Linked DNA regions of Anas platyrhynchos: region 2 is linked to region 1. The links are chromatin contacts, called in public Hi-C maps. All regions are on one chromosome and are shown on one strand. The core of a region is the stretch at or near the end of the contact, and the rest is flanking DNA. Distances in the headings are between cores, read along the strand shown.

The links. Hi-C and Micro-C count contacts between places; a contact is called where the count stands out from the background.
Region 2: a Hi-C map of liver shows a contact between it and region 1, with 3 times the contacts expected there. The contact joins the promoter of CCDC13 here to the promoter of NKTR in region 1. A contact is called at or near these places in 5 of 8 Hi-C or Micro-C datasets (F1 follicle, liver, skeletal muscle and 1 more).

What each region holds. Positions count from the first base shown.
Region 1 is chr2:156,461,382-156,467,182 of IASCAAS_PekinDuck_T2T, reverse strand. NKTR (natural killer cell triggering receptor) reads right to left here and starts at 2,584. Exons shown (of 17, transcript XM_038173719.2): 1 at 2,474-2,584; 2 at 2,238-2,312. The coding sequence starts at 2,295. It overlaps LOC140001645 (a long non-coding RNA gene), which reads left to right and starts at 3,954. Exons shown (of 4, transcript XR_011807135.1): 1 at 3,954-5,801.
Region 2 is chr2:156,595,145-156,600,945 of IASCAAS_PekinDuck_T2T, reverse strand. It overlaps CCDC13 (coiled-coil domain containing 13), which reads left to right and starts at 3,374. Exons shown (of 16, transcript XM_038173584.2): 1 at 3,374-3,528; 2 at 4,263-4,486. The coding sequence starts at 4,269. It overlaps HIGD1A (HIG1 hypoxia inducible domain family member 1A), which reads left to right. Exons shown (of 4, transcript XM_038173588.2): 3 at 1,092-1,226; 4 at 1,941-3,093. The coding sequence ends at 1,990.

The sequences.
Region 1 (5,801 bases), core at 1,335-3,834:
CACGAGAAAAAAGTGATGAGAATAAGGAAAAGTCTATCGCGAATGGCAATGAAACAAAGCAAACCTGAGTGTAACGTGTTGTCTGATAACAAAGCCATCCAGCAGCACGAATGGGGAAGAAAAAAATTGGCAGGGCCACACGAGCTGCTACAGCAGCAGGCTACATATGTGACACCCTAGCCAGGCACCAGGCTCGGGTATCGTGGTTAGAACTGCAGATCCACACAGGTTTTGCACCACAGAGCAAAGCCAATATTATTTAGAGAGGCATCTGCTGCCATCCCCAGATTCTTGGCTTGCTGCAAGGAGTTTACTTGGGCACGCTCCGGGTGTCTGAGCTGGGAGGGACCCAAAACGAGGGACAAGTGCTGCCTGTGCAACTATCACAACACATCCTTATTCCTGCTTTCATCTCCTTTTGCTTTTGAGAAAGATATCACAATGTGCATTCATTAAATAAATTGCCTCTTCATTTTTAAGTCATCTAAATCTCGAGTTATACTGAATACACCGAAACCAAGCCTACAAAGTTTGCCCCGAGCAAGAAGCCCACACCAGCAGGCACACAAGTTTCATCTCGAGATTCTGCAGCTGAAGTTAGCAAACAGACACGGAGGCACAACAGCTGGAACACGGCTTCTGAAAGCACGACCAAAGCCACACCATTCACCTCCCCGTTTTGTAAGAGATCCAGTTAAACAGCAGAACTAATTCACACTCTGCACTCCTCTTCCCTCTCACATACGTGCACACACCGCCTTTTGCAGCTCCTCCTAACCTGATCTGTGCACTGAGCTCCTATTTTTAATTGCTGTGGGTATCTGCACAGCCACGGGGTAAATATAATCGGGGAAGGCAAAGCTGAGAGTTGGGGGAACACTGCTGGTCTCTGAGCAATCAACACTTAAAAATGACACAGTTTCCTTGTCCTGCAGGCGAGATGTCTCCTGTAGAGAGACGCACGTCCTGGTTCTGTGTTTTCTGGGAAGATGTTACTTCGATTTCTTAGAGTATACAGGGCAGGGGTCAATGCTTCACTTCCTGGCTAACAAGAAAATGCAGCGCTGTTCTTTCCTCCAGGTCTTTCTCCCTACACTCAATAAAAATAAACGAGCAGCTCGGCCGATCGTATTAAGGCCAGACAAGCAAAATGTTAATTTGGCAAACTGCTGGCAGTTTGGAAGTTAAAATTAGTACCACGCTAGGACCGGCGGGACACTCCATCTCGCAGAGTTAACGCTTGGTGTCATCTGGAAGCACTGCTCTATCATTCACACTTCATTCGGCTTCTGAAGGTCACCTCACAGCCAAAGGGTGATGTTTAAGTTTCTTAAATGCAACTTCACATCCCGAGATAGAGTTGCGTAGGAAATTAATAAAGAGACGCTCGCATACAGTAGCACAAGCACCTTACACACGAGTCCTGCACCAGTGTTTTATTCGTTGACATGCTTCCCTGCAAAAATACGAGCGATTAATCGGGTGCAATAAAACCAGCAGGGCTCTGCATTTGATGTTCAGCCTGCTTTAAAGGGAAAATAAATACTGGCAGCAACAGAGCCGAGCCCCGTGCCTACACTAGGTAACTTAAGCTCTGCACCACCAGGAACGTAACAGCGTGATTCCTCGCCGGCACCAGCCACCAAATCCTAGCAGATACAAGGGAAAACGGGGCAACCTGCTGCCTTCAGGGTTCAGGAGGCTGAGGAGGGACAAGAAGGTAGCAAAGAGGGAGAATCAAGAAGGAGTGGGGCTGTGAGCACACAGACAGCAAGGAGAGGCTCCCCAGCTGAGGAGCCCCATGGAAAATCCCAGCCAGAGACGGAAATTCGCAAACTCTCCCGCAGCCGGAGTTTTTAAATCTCCATTTTCTAAGTCCTTGGGGGGGAGGAAAGACAGAGGCGGAAAATGAAAGCAAAAGCAGAAGGAGGCTACGAGAGGCTGCCCGGAGAGAGCAGCAGGGCTCAGACCCCCACAGGCAGGGCCAGCAGCCAGCTAGCCACACCGGCCACGCTTTCTGTGTGGAAAAGAGGAGTTGTGAGCCGTTTCTTTTTGTTGTTTTAAAGCTACCGGCCCCTTATCCCCACCCTGGTGCAGGAGGGGAGCAGCCCCTTGTTAATTAGAGGTAATTAGCACGTTCCCAACAGCCTCCAGACCCCCTCCCACAGCCCCACACGCCCAAATCCCTGCCCCCTCAGCCCCCTAAATCCCCCCCTGCTCCCCATAAACCCCCGTACCTGGGTCCCGGTTGATCTCGATGTCGAAGAAGCACTGGGGCCGGTCCTGCACCCCCATGGCTGCCCCCTCACCACCTGCCCACACGGAGAGAAAAAAAGCCGGGGGTTGAGCCGAGCCGAGACGAAACCAGCCGGGCCCGGCCCCAGCGAGCAGCACCCTCTCCCCTTAACACCTTGAGGAAAGCGGGAGGAGAAAAAAACGAGATAAAATAGGGCGGCCCCCCCCCTTTTTTTACCTGGCGGCCCCTGCGCTTTGTCCCCGCTCCGCGCCCCCTCAGCCCTCCCCCCCCCGGCCCGGGCGCCATCAACCGGCCGCGCGCAGGCCCCGCCCCCCCCTCAGCCCCTGCCCCCCCCCTCCCCCTTTTGGCCCGGCCCCGCCCCTTGGCCCGGCTCAGCTCGGCACGGCCCCGCCTCAACCCGCGCCGTGCGCATGCGCGCTCCGCCCCCTCCTGCTCCTTTCCACAACCCCCCCCCCTCCGCCTCAGCGGTTTCGCGCCGCTCCCTGAGGGGATGGAGACCCCCGCGGGGCACGGCCATGTTGCGTGCCCCGGGCTGAGGGGGGATTTTTTTTTAATTATTATTTTTTATTATTTTTTTTTAATTTTTAAGGGGTGTTTTGTTGGGTTTAAGCCCCGCGCTGTGGTTCTGCCGTTTGGTGTTGGTCTCATATAGAGAAATACCCTTAGGGCTGGAAAATCGCTCCAAGATCATCAGGTCCCACATCCCCTACCACCAATGTCACCACTAAGCCGTGTCCCCAAGCACCACGTCCAACCTCTCCTTGAACACCCCCAGGGACGGGGGCGCCACCACCTCCCTGGGCAACCCGTCCCAATGCCTGACTGCTCTTTCTGAGCAGAAATGTCTCCTCATTTCCAACCTGAACCTCCCCTGGCACAATTTGAGGCCATTCCCTCTTATCCTACCTTTAGTTATCTGTGACATGGATATATATGTTAAATTTGTGATCTTAGACCATCCGAGGACCTGGAAACAAAGCTCTTTACTAATTGCTGAACTGTCAAGTTGTTCAGGTTAGAGGTGCCAGCCTCCTTGCTAACTCCATAAATCCCGTGCTCACTTTGAGCCCACGACATCCTTCAGGCATCCCTCACAGCAAGGATGCCCAGCAGCTTACAACAGCTGTTCATGTGTCCCCTCATATCCATCTCATTTGTGTAATTACTTTTGTTCGCATCCTTACAGAGTCATCTTTTTGTGGGAGATGGTGAAAGGCAGCAGAGCATGTATCCTGCACCACCTATGGCACCTACATCTCGTAAAGACTCCATCTAAACCACAGTCCCACCAGTTTGTGCAAGAGATGTCTCATATCACTTCCTGAAAGAAGACTTTTTGGAAGTAATGGGTTTAGTCTGGGGAATAGTTAGTCTGGAGAAGAGGAGGCTCAGGGGAGACCTTGTTGCTCTCTACAAGTACCGAAAAGGAAGGTGTGGGGAGGTGGGGGTTGGCCTCTTCTCAGAGAGAACTAAAGACAGGACAAGAGGGAACGACCTCAAGTTGTGCCAGGGGAGGTTCAGGTGGGAAATGAGGAGACATTTCTGCTCAGAAAGAGCAGTCAGGCATTGGGACGGGTTGCCCAGGGAGGTGGTGGTGTCCCCGTCCCTGGGGGTGTTCAAGGAGAGGTTGGACGTGGTGCTTGGGGACATGGTTTAGTGGTGGCATTGGTGGTAGGGGATGGTTGGACCAGATGATCTTGGAGGGCTTTTCCAACCGTAATGGTTCTGGAATAATATGACTTGTACCTTTCGGAGGAGTAGGGACACCCTTACTAAGCCCTCAGCACCCGAGAAGCAATGTGTTTCTCAGTGTTTTTCAAAAGTTGCACAAACCAGAACTCACTGCAGTGCTTTTCCTTGGCAGCAGTATCTGCACTTACGTCCTTGTCCACAGAGAAATTCAGAGGTCTTAGATAAGAAAAATGAAATGTGCTGAGAATAAACAGTGGCAGCACTGAGATCAAGGGATGGTTTCGACAATAGGAATGTAACAAAGTGCAATTATTTTAGGTGTACTTGATCTATGGCTTTTATGGCTGCTGTCACCACAGCATCTGAGCATCCAATGAAGTTTTAACAGCCGGATTCTGGCATTTCTTACTGTCCCCAATACCTGGTTGTGTGAGCTCTCCCTAAAGAAGCTGGTCTTTGGAGCTGTTAGGGATACCTGCATTGTAGGCTATCACACAACATAAACAAAATGCAGCATTGCCTGGCCCTAAACTATTTATGAAATGCCGTTATAGTATAGAAGGTTATTATTTGCCTCACTTTAAAACTAGAAACTGAGAAACAGAGCTACAGAGAAATTAATACTAGGTATTCAAGTAGAAATATCAGGTAGAAATTAAGTAGGTCTATAGGATTCCCTTTCCAAAATGAACTATTGAAAATAAATCTTCTTGATTTCCCTGGTCTTCCCAAACAAAAATACTGTATGTTTGCATTTTGATGGTTTTGATTTTTTTTTTCTCCTGAGCTAAAATAAACTGTTAATTAATTTCTCCTTACCTGCAGTTTCTTGCTTTTCTGTGTTTGGAATGTGAATTGCTTGCTAAAGGCAAATGGACAAAGAAATAAGCAAAAGACTCATAAAAGGCATGGAAATGTGCTACTTGCTTTTCATGCAAGTAGCAAAGATTGTGAGCAATTAAAACGAAAAAGTTAATTTCAAGCTGTGATTATTTTAATAAAGACACAAATTAGAAAGAAGTTTCTGGTCCCTTGGGAGAAGCTCTTAAGATCATCTTTAGGACTAAACCTGATGAATATGCAGCCTGGTGGAAGAAAGACATTAAAAAAAAAAAAAAAAGTTTCTAAAGCATATTTGAAGCCAGTCTTTTGAAACGTGAAACATTTAGTAACGAATGGAGATCACTCCTGGTGTTCCTATCTGGGAACCGCTGCAGATGCGGTTCTGGAAATGTCCTGTGCCCATTGAAAGCAGCGACAAAGTCCCCATTGATTTCAGCGACCGTGGACGCAGGCTGTTGGAGGGGGATTATGGCCTGTGTGGCAAGGCAGCGGAGTTATGGATGGCAAATTGCTTTTGAATAATACTAGGTTCTGCGACCTACGTACAATTCAGGGGGAAAACGTTCAAACTGGGACCTGGTCTTTATTTTCCAAAGTGTCTTTGATTGTCCTAGTAATTATTAGTGTGAATGTGGCCATAGAACTCTATCTAATTGGTTTGAGGTTAATGTTTAGGTATTTATAGAGGTTTTTGTTTATCTTTGTGGATAAAAGATATCTCTGTGGGTAGAGCTTGAGTCTGAAACTGAAAGCAAGCTTTTTTATGAGCAAGGAGTTGTTGATCAGTTCTTTCTTATGCAATTCTAGGTGTTGCCATTGCTGTTAGATTTAATTTGCCAACTGTAATATTATAGAGGGCCCGGTGTCCTAAAAACCTCTGGTGTGTTCCTTGGGTGCTGACTAGCTTCTTACCTAATTTGTGGTTTGCAGGCACTTTAGATAAGAAGGAGGGGGAATTTTCAATGTAGCTTTCCATCATGTGGAGCATTTTGGTTGTGGTGGTGGTGCT
Region 2 (5,801 bases), core at 2,125-4,624, 130 kb before region 1:
GGTTCCCTGGTTTAAGGATGTTGTTAAAATCCTCAGCCGAGACCCGAAAAAGCCTTGAGGAGAGGGCTGTGTGCCCTGGGAACTTTCCTCTGCTCAGGAACTGCCTCTGACAGGGGACGGGGTTTGATTTCCAGCCGCCTTACATGGAGGGCGGACGGGTCAGCCGGGGTGAGCCGTTCCTTGCCAGCAGATAGCTGCTGGTTCGTGGTCACAGGACTTTGTGCTCCAGCTCACGATGGACTCAGTAAGTCCAGCTTCTCGCAGGCAGATTAGTGGCAGTTTACCTTCAGCCTGAGTTAAGAGCTAGCTTGAAGGCCCCAGAACTCTTAATTTGTGTTTAATGAAGCTGTCGCGTGAATTACGCACAGGGGAAGGGTGTTTGGTTCTCAGCTAGAGCTGGGCACGCTCCTGTTCGGGCAGCCAAGCTGTCTGGCTTCTCGGTAGTAAAATATACCCAGCCCTTAAAACTTGGCAGCCACCTTTGGGCTGTGTAAATAATCCTAAATGCGGAATAAAAGGCACTGGGGTTGGGATATTTTGTGAGAGCATCGGTGTCCGCGGTGGGATCTGGCACCGCCTGGGCTGCGTTTGGTCCGTCCAAGTGCTAAAACGAACGGTGTTTAAACCTCAGACCCGTGGGGTGGGACAAATGACTTGTAACTTGTCCCCGGGGAAAGCACGCCAAATGCGATGACCCAAAATAACATCTGCAGCGGGCGATGGTATGTCGGGATGCACCCGTGCACCAGCAGCACTGAGTGTCCTGCCCGAAGCCCGGCCGTGTTCTTGGTGTGAGGTTCCTTCTAAGAAAGCGAGCGGCGCTTGTGTCCTCTGAAAAAATAGCAAGGAAACTCCGTGACACCCTGAGGACGCACCGTGAGCTGCTGCTGTTGCGCTTTAACACCTATGGGAATCGTTCTGCCTGCTGTGTGTTAAAGGAGATGGCACTCAGGTGAAAACAAGGAAGAAAACGCAAAAATAGCGTTGGAGAAAACCAAGCTTAGTCCCAGGATTTCTGGTTTAGATAGATCAACACCACCGAGGTGTTGGAGGTGATTTTTAGTCGTATAAATGCCTTCCTTCCTTTGTAGGGATGGCTGGCTTCGTGGCGGTGGTGGGCTATGGGCTGTACAAACTGAAGCACCGAGGGAACATGAAAATGTCGCTTCACCTGATCCACATGCGTGTGGCAGCCCAGGGCTTCGTGGTGGGAGCAATAACGTGTGGTAGGTACCGAGCAGGAGGTTCTTGTGGTGGGCCCTCTGGGTCATGGAGACCCTCTCACACCTCTTCTGCTGGTGGGTAACATCAGCATGTGTTAAAAACCCTCGGGGTGGAAACATTCAGGCTGCTACATATCAATATTTATGCCTGGTTGCTCACTCTTCCTAGAGTTCACATAATATTTAAGTGCAGATATTCAATACTGAACCCCACTAACTTTGGGACTAGAAGTTTCCACTGCTTTCAGAGGTGGAAAGTGTGTGAGGTCCTAAAGGTATTGAAATGAGAGGCAATAAGAAAAAAGGCCACCTGCTGTTAATATTTTCCCTTGTAAATATGTTGCTGTTTCTGAACTTAGTGCACTGGAAAGTCAACTTCCTGGGTCTTATTTTAGTATTTTGGCTGTGTATGTGTGTGAATTTATAGCCCATGAAGCACTGTTTGCCCCTGCTGTATTCCCAGAAGGTCTGAGAGCAAAGCTTGACTTTGGCCGCAAAGGGAACTAGCGTTGGCTGGGGATCCTCATACCACTAAACTAGGAAAAGTTCCTGTGTATAAAAAATTCTGTGGTGTTTATCTTGGCTGTTTAAAAAGAAAATGAAACGGAGTAAGGGAAATATCACTTTGGTTGCTCATAACTTCAGTGTTCAGGTTTTGAAACCTTTGTTTCATATTTAACCCAGCTTTCTAATACTGTCTTTTTTTTTGTCATGCAGGTGTGCTGTATTCAATGGTACGGGAGTATGTGATAAAGCCCAATGAATAATGGAAGAACCCGAATGTCTGTGCTGGTGGTGGCCTGTGTACTGCAGCTAGAAACTTCATATTGAGGGGATCTTGAGGGGAAAAAAATACGTGGCTTGAGAGAATTGCCCTTTATTTTGTGTATGGTACGCTGTCCCGAGGCTGGCAGTCTAAATGATTGCATAGTGGGTAAAATGGGTATCAGGGTCTGATTCTTTTTGATTTACTCTACTCTATCGCAGTTTTAGGGGCTATAGTAGAGTACAATCACTTTATCTTCCCCTTGAGCATGAGCTCAGTCCTGCCGTTGGTGACTTCCCTTGCTGCCATTGCCCAAAGTGACAAAGTTTGACCTAGCTTCTGTTAGGTAGAGGCCACATCTGTAAGAGAGCATCGTGAATGCTGTGAATGTTCTGCTGGCACTTCCTATCCTGTATATTTGTCAGCCTCCAGCTGTGTAATTTAGAAGCTTCCAGCAGCACTGACTTCTGAAATACCAAGGTATCTATAGACATCTATTTTATTTTTTTATTTAAGGCATAAGATAAGTATGTGGTGTGTTTCAGCTATTTAAATGTTATATTTATTAATTGTTAATGAAGACACCGGCTCCCTATTTTTACTATAGGTTTTCAGATGCTTAGATTACTGTATTTTGTAACTGTATTTACAGTGTTCTTCTGGGTAACATTTAAATGTAACATTTAAAATGCACTTTGATTTGGTGTTCTAATGCTTTTAAAATGTATGATCTGACTTCTGTGGGAACGGTACTGCAGAAGTTTTAAAATGTTTGAATCCGAAAAGCCCCCCTCATACTTTGTGAGGTGTAAAACCTTTCCCCGCAGAGCGCCAGTGTTATTTTACGCAGGAACCCCTTAAAGCCCTTAACAGCAGTCACAAAAACTTGTTGATGAAGATAATTTGTTTAAAAAAAAAAAAAAAGGGCAAGATTTTCTCCAACTAGCTTACATTCCATGGTGGCAGTGTGACAATAGGAGGTCTAATAAAGCAAGATGTGCCCTGCACTGGTGTGATTTGTTGAGAGCAGCGTGTGATACGAATAAAATAGGATGTGAATAAGGTGTGATATGAATAAACGGGCGTGAGCAGTGGAGATGAGGAGCTGGTGGAGGTTTCACTGTGGATTTATTGCGGGGCTCCCCCTGGGTGCAAAGCCTCGGGGGGGTTGGGGACTGCGTGAGGGGGTACATAGAGATTTAAAAAAGCCACAGGGCTTTTTAATTTAAAAAAGGCACAGGGCTGCCATGGAGGACCTCAAACTTCCCTCAGAAGGGCGGAGGGAGAACGGGCGGGCGGAGCTGCCCTTATTTGCGGCCGCCCTACAGCCCTGAGGGACAGGGGGCAAGGGCGCTAAGATGGCGGCCGCGCTGAGGGGAGCGGCGCCGGGCTCAGGGCGCATGCGCGGCCCGGGCCCGCCCCGCCCGTTGCTATGGCAACCGGATGAGGCCGCGGCCTAGCCGGGAGCCCGAAGCCTGGGCCCGGGCCTTGCTTCAGGGGGCGCCGCCGCCAGCCTGGGGGGTGCGGGGGGCGGCGTAGGTGGGCACAGAGGGTGTGGGGGAGGCGGCCGGGAGAGGCGTGGGAGGGAGGGAGGCGAGGGATGAAATTTTGGGGCTGAGGGAGGCAGCGCGGCCTGGTGGCAGCCAGGCCGGGACCCCCCACTCTGAGGGGGGGCTGAGGTGCGGTGGGGCCCTCGGGACCTGCTCCGTGCCCGGCTGGGTCACGCTGGGTGGCACTCGCTGCTCGGAAGTTGAGGGGAAAGTTGTAAGCCACGCTGCTGGTGTTTAGGGGAACTAGAGATCTTTCATTGGTGGACCCAGCTTAGCCCCCAAAATTAGGGGATTTGGGTCTTTTTTTGAAACCTGGGGAGGAAAGCTGCGTGGGCCTGAGTTGCAACCAGCCTGCGTCCTTTTTAGTCATAAAAAACAAAAGTTGCATGGTGCAGTTGCCCCGTTTGCTTGGGTTTTCCTCCAACCTGCGCTTCTCTAAAAATGTTTATTTTAAACAGATACGTTAAAAAGCATTTTAAGGCATTGCTTTTTGAACGCTAGAGTGAAAAAGACCTGAAGGCTTTTCTGTTTGAAAGCCGCTTATGGCAAAAAGGACACTTAAAGCGAGGCCATGAGGCTGAGGAGGAAGAGGAGGAGGTGGCAGGGAGACTGCAAAGGTCGGGGTGGAAAAACTACAAAGCAGCTGTTAGAAGAGGATGTTTTGAATGTGCTGTTGATCTCTGCTCTCTGTTGCTCTTCGTTTTCTTCCTGCGACGCTTTTAGTAAACCATGGAGTCAGACCTAAAAGCACAGGAGCATTTTAAAAGCCAGTTTAAGGCTCTTCAGGAACAACAGCAAAGGAAGCTGCAGAATCTAATGGAGAGGAAAAAGGACAAGCAGAGCAGTCAGAAGGTTAACAATGGCGATGCAAAGGAGACTTTCGGCATCCCGAATGATCTAAACCTGTTTGAAACAGAGCAACCTGTAACTGAAGATGACAGCAAAAGGTAAAGGTGTAGCAGCACTGTTCCCTCAGGAGGTCACAGAACTATGTTTGGCGTATGATCTTATGAAACTCACAGTGACAGAGCGCTTTATCTTCATGTGTTAGGCTTTCAGCAGCCTCACTCACTAATCTATTTAGCCTCAGAGCACTGCTCTGTGCTCTTTGTTTTCAGAGTTTCACAAACGAAGAGCTGAAGGAAGGATGGAGGGGTTAAGGCGATGCGCTAAGTGCCATCTGCCCACCTCCAGTCGCTCCACAATCACCAGCGCCCTTTGAGCTACTGGTTAGCTCCTGCCTAACCTTGTAAAGAGGTTTCCTACACCAGTAATTTCCAAAAACCAGGATGTGCAAAGCGTCATGCAGCTAATGGGTTCAAGCCAAAGGCCTGCAGCCCAGAACAGTGTTCCCCATGTACCTGTGCCGCGTGACATGATTGAGTAAGTCAAAAGACAACCACAGGAGATGAAATATAGAAGAGTCTTATAGGTAGGGTTGCCTCACAGGTAAGATACATGACATGGATGCACAAGTCAGGGTTGTAAATCTTCCTGGTGGCAAGGGTTTGGGCCTTATCTCACCCACGGGTGAGTATCTGGATTGTCTGGACACTGGGCATTCTGCTGTGGCTCTTCCTGAATCTTGCTTTTGGAGCCGAGTGCAGAAATCAATTTACTGGACCAGATTTGGAGCCACAGCTCAGATCATTCATCCTCCTCCTAGGATGTAGTCAGTGTCTCCTTCTGACCTAATTAATTTGTTTTCACAGACTGGGACAGGTCTGGAACTGGGCACATCCCAGAGGTGTCTGCAGTTAGCACAGTGTTGGCTACTCTGGGATTTGCTCCCTGGTAGTGGCGAAGGCAGCCTGAGCAATTCCTGCTTCTGCTCTCTACTTGCGACTGTGCTGACCCAGCTGTTTTCAGGGCTCTGCTGGAAATTGCATTCCCTTTCTGGGCAAGGGTAGTTTTATCTCAAGTCATTTCAGTGATCCAGGTTACAGCTTTAACCCCACAAGCTGTTTTATTGGCGTCACGACAGGGTGACGTGCTGTGGTACATGCAGGTAGCTGTATACCTTTGAGACAGTTTTCCCTCCCAGAATCCATACGGGGAAGGGCACCTCTGCCAAGGTTTATCAGGCCATAAGCCAGGTTTATTGGGCCCTAAATGCTGATCTTCCTTCTGTGTTACTCTGGGCAGCTCCCTGCTCAGCTTGTTTCTAACAATTGCTTCCTCGAATGTCTGAGTACAGAAGCTGCAGCAGGGCTCCTGTGATGATGCGGGGAGGTTGTGAGTGAGCCACTGAAACTTTCAGGT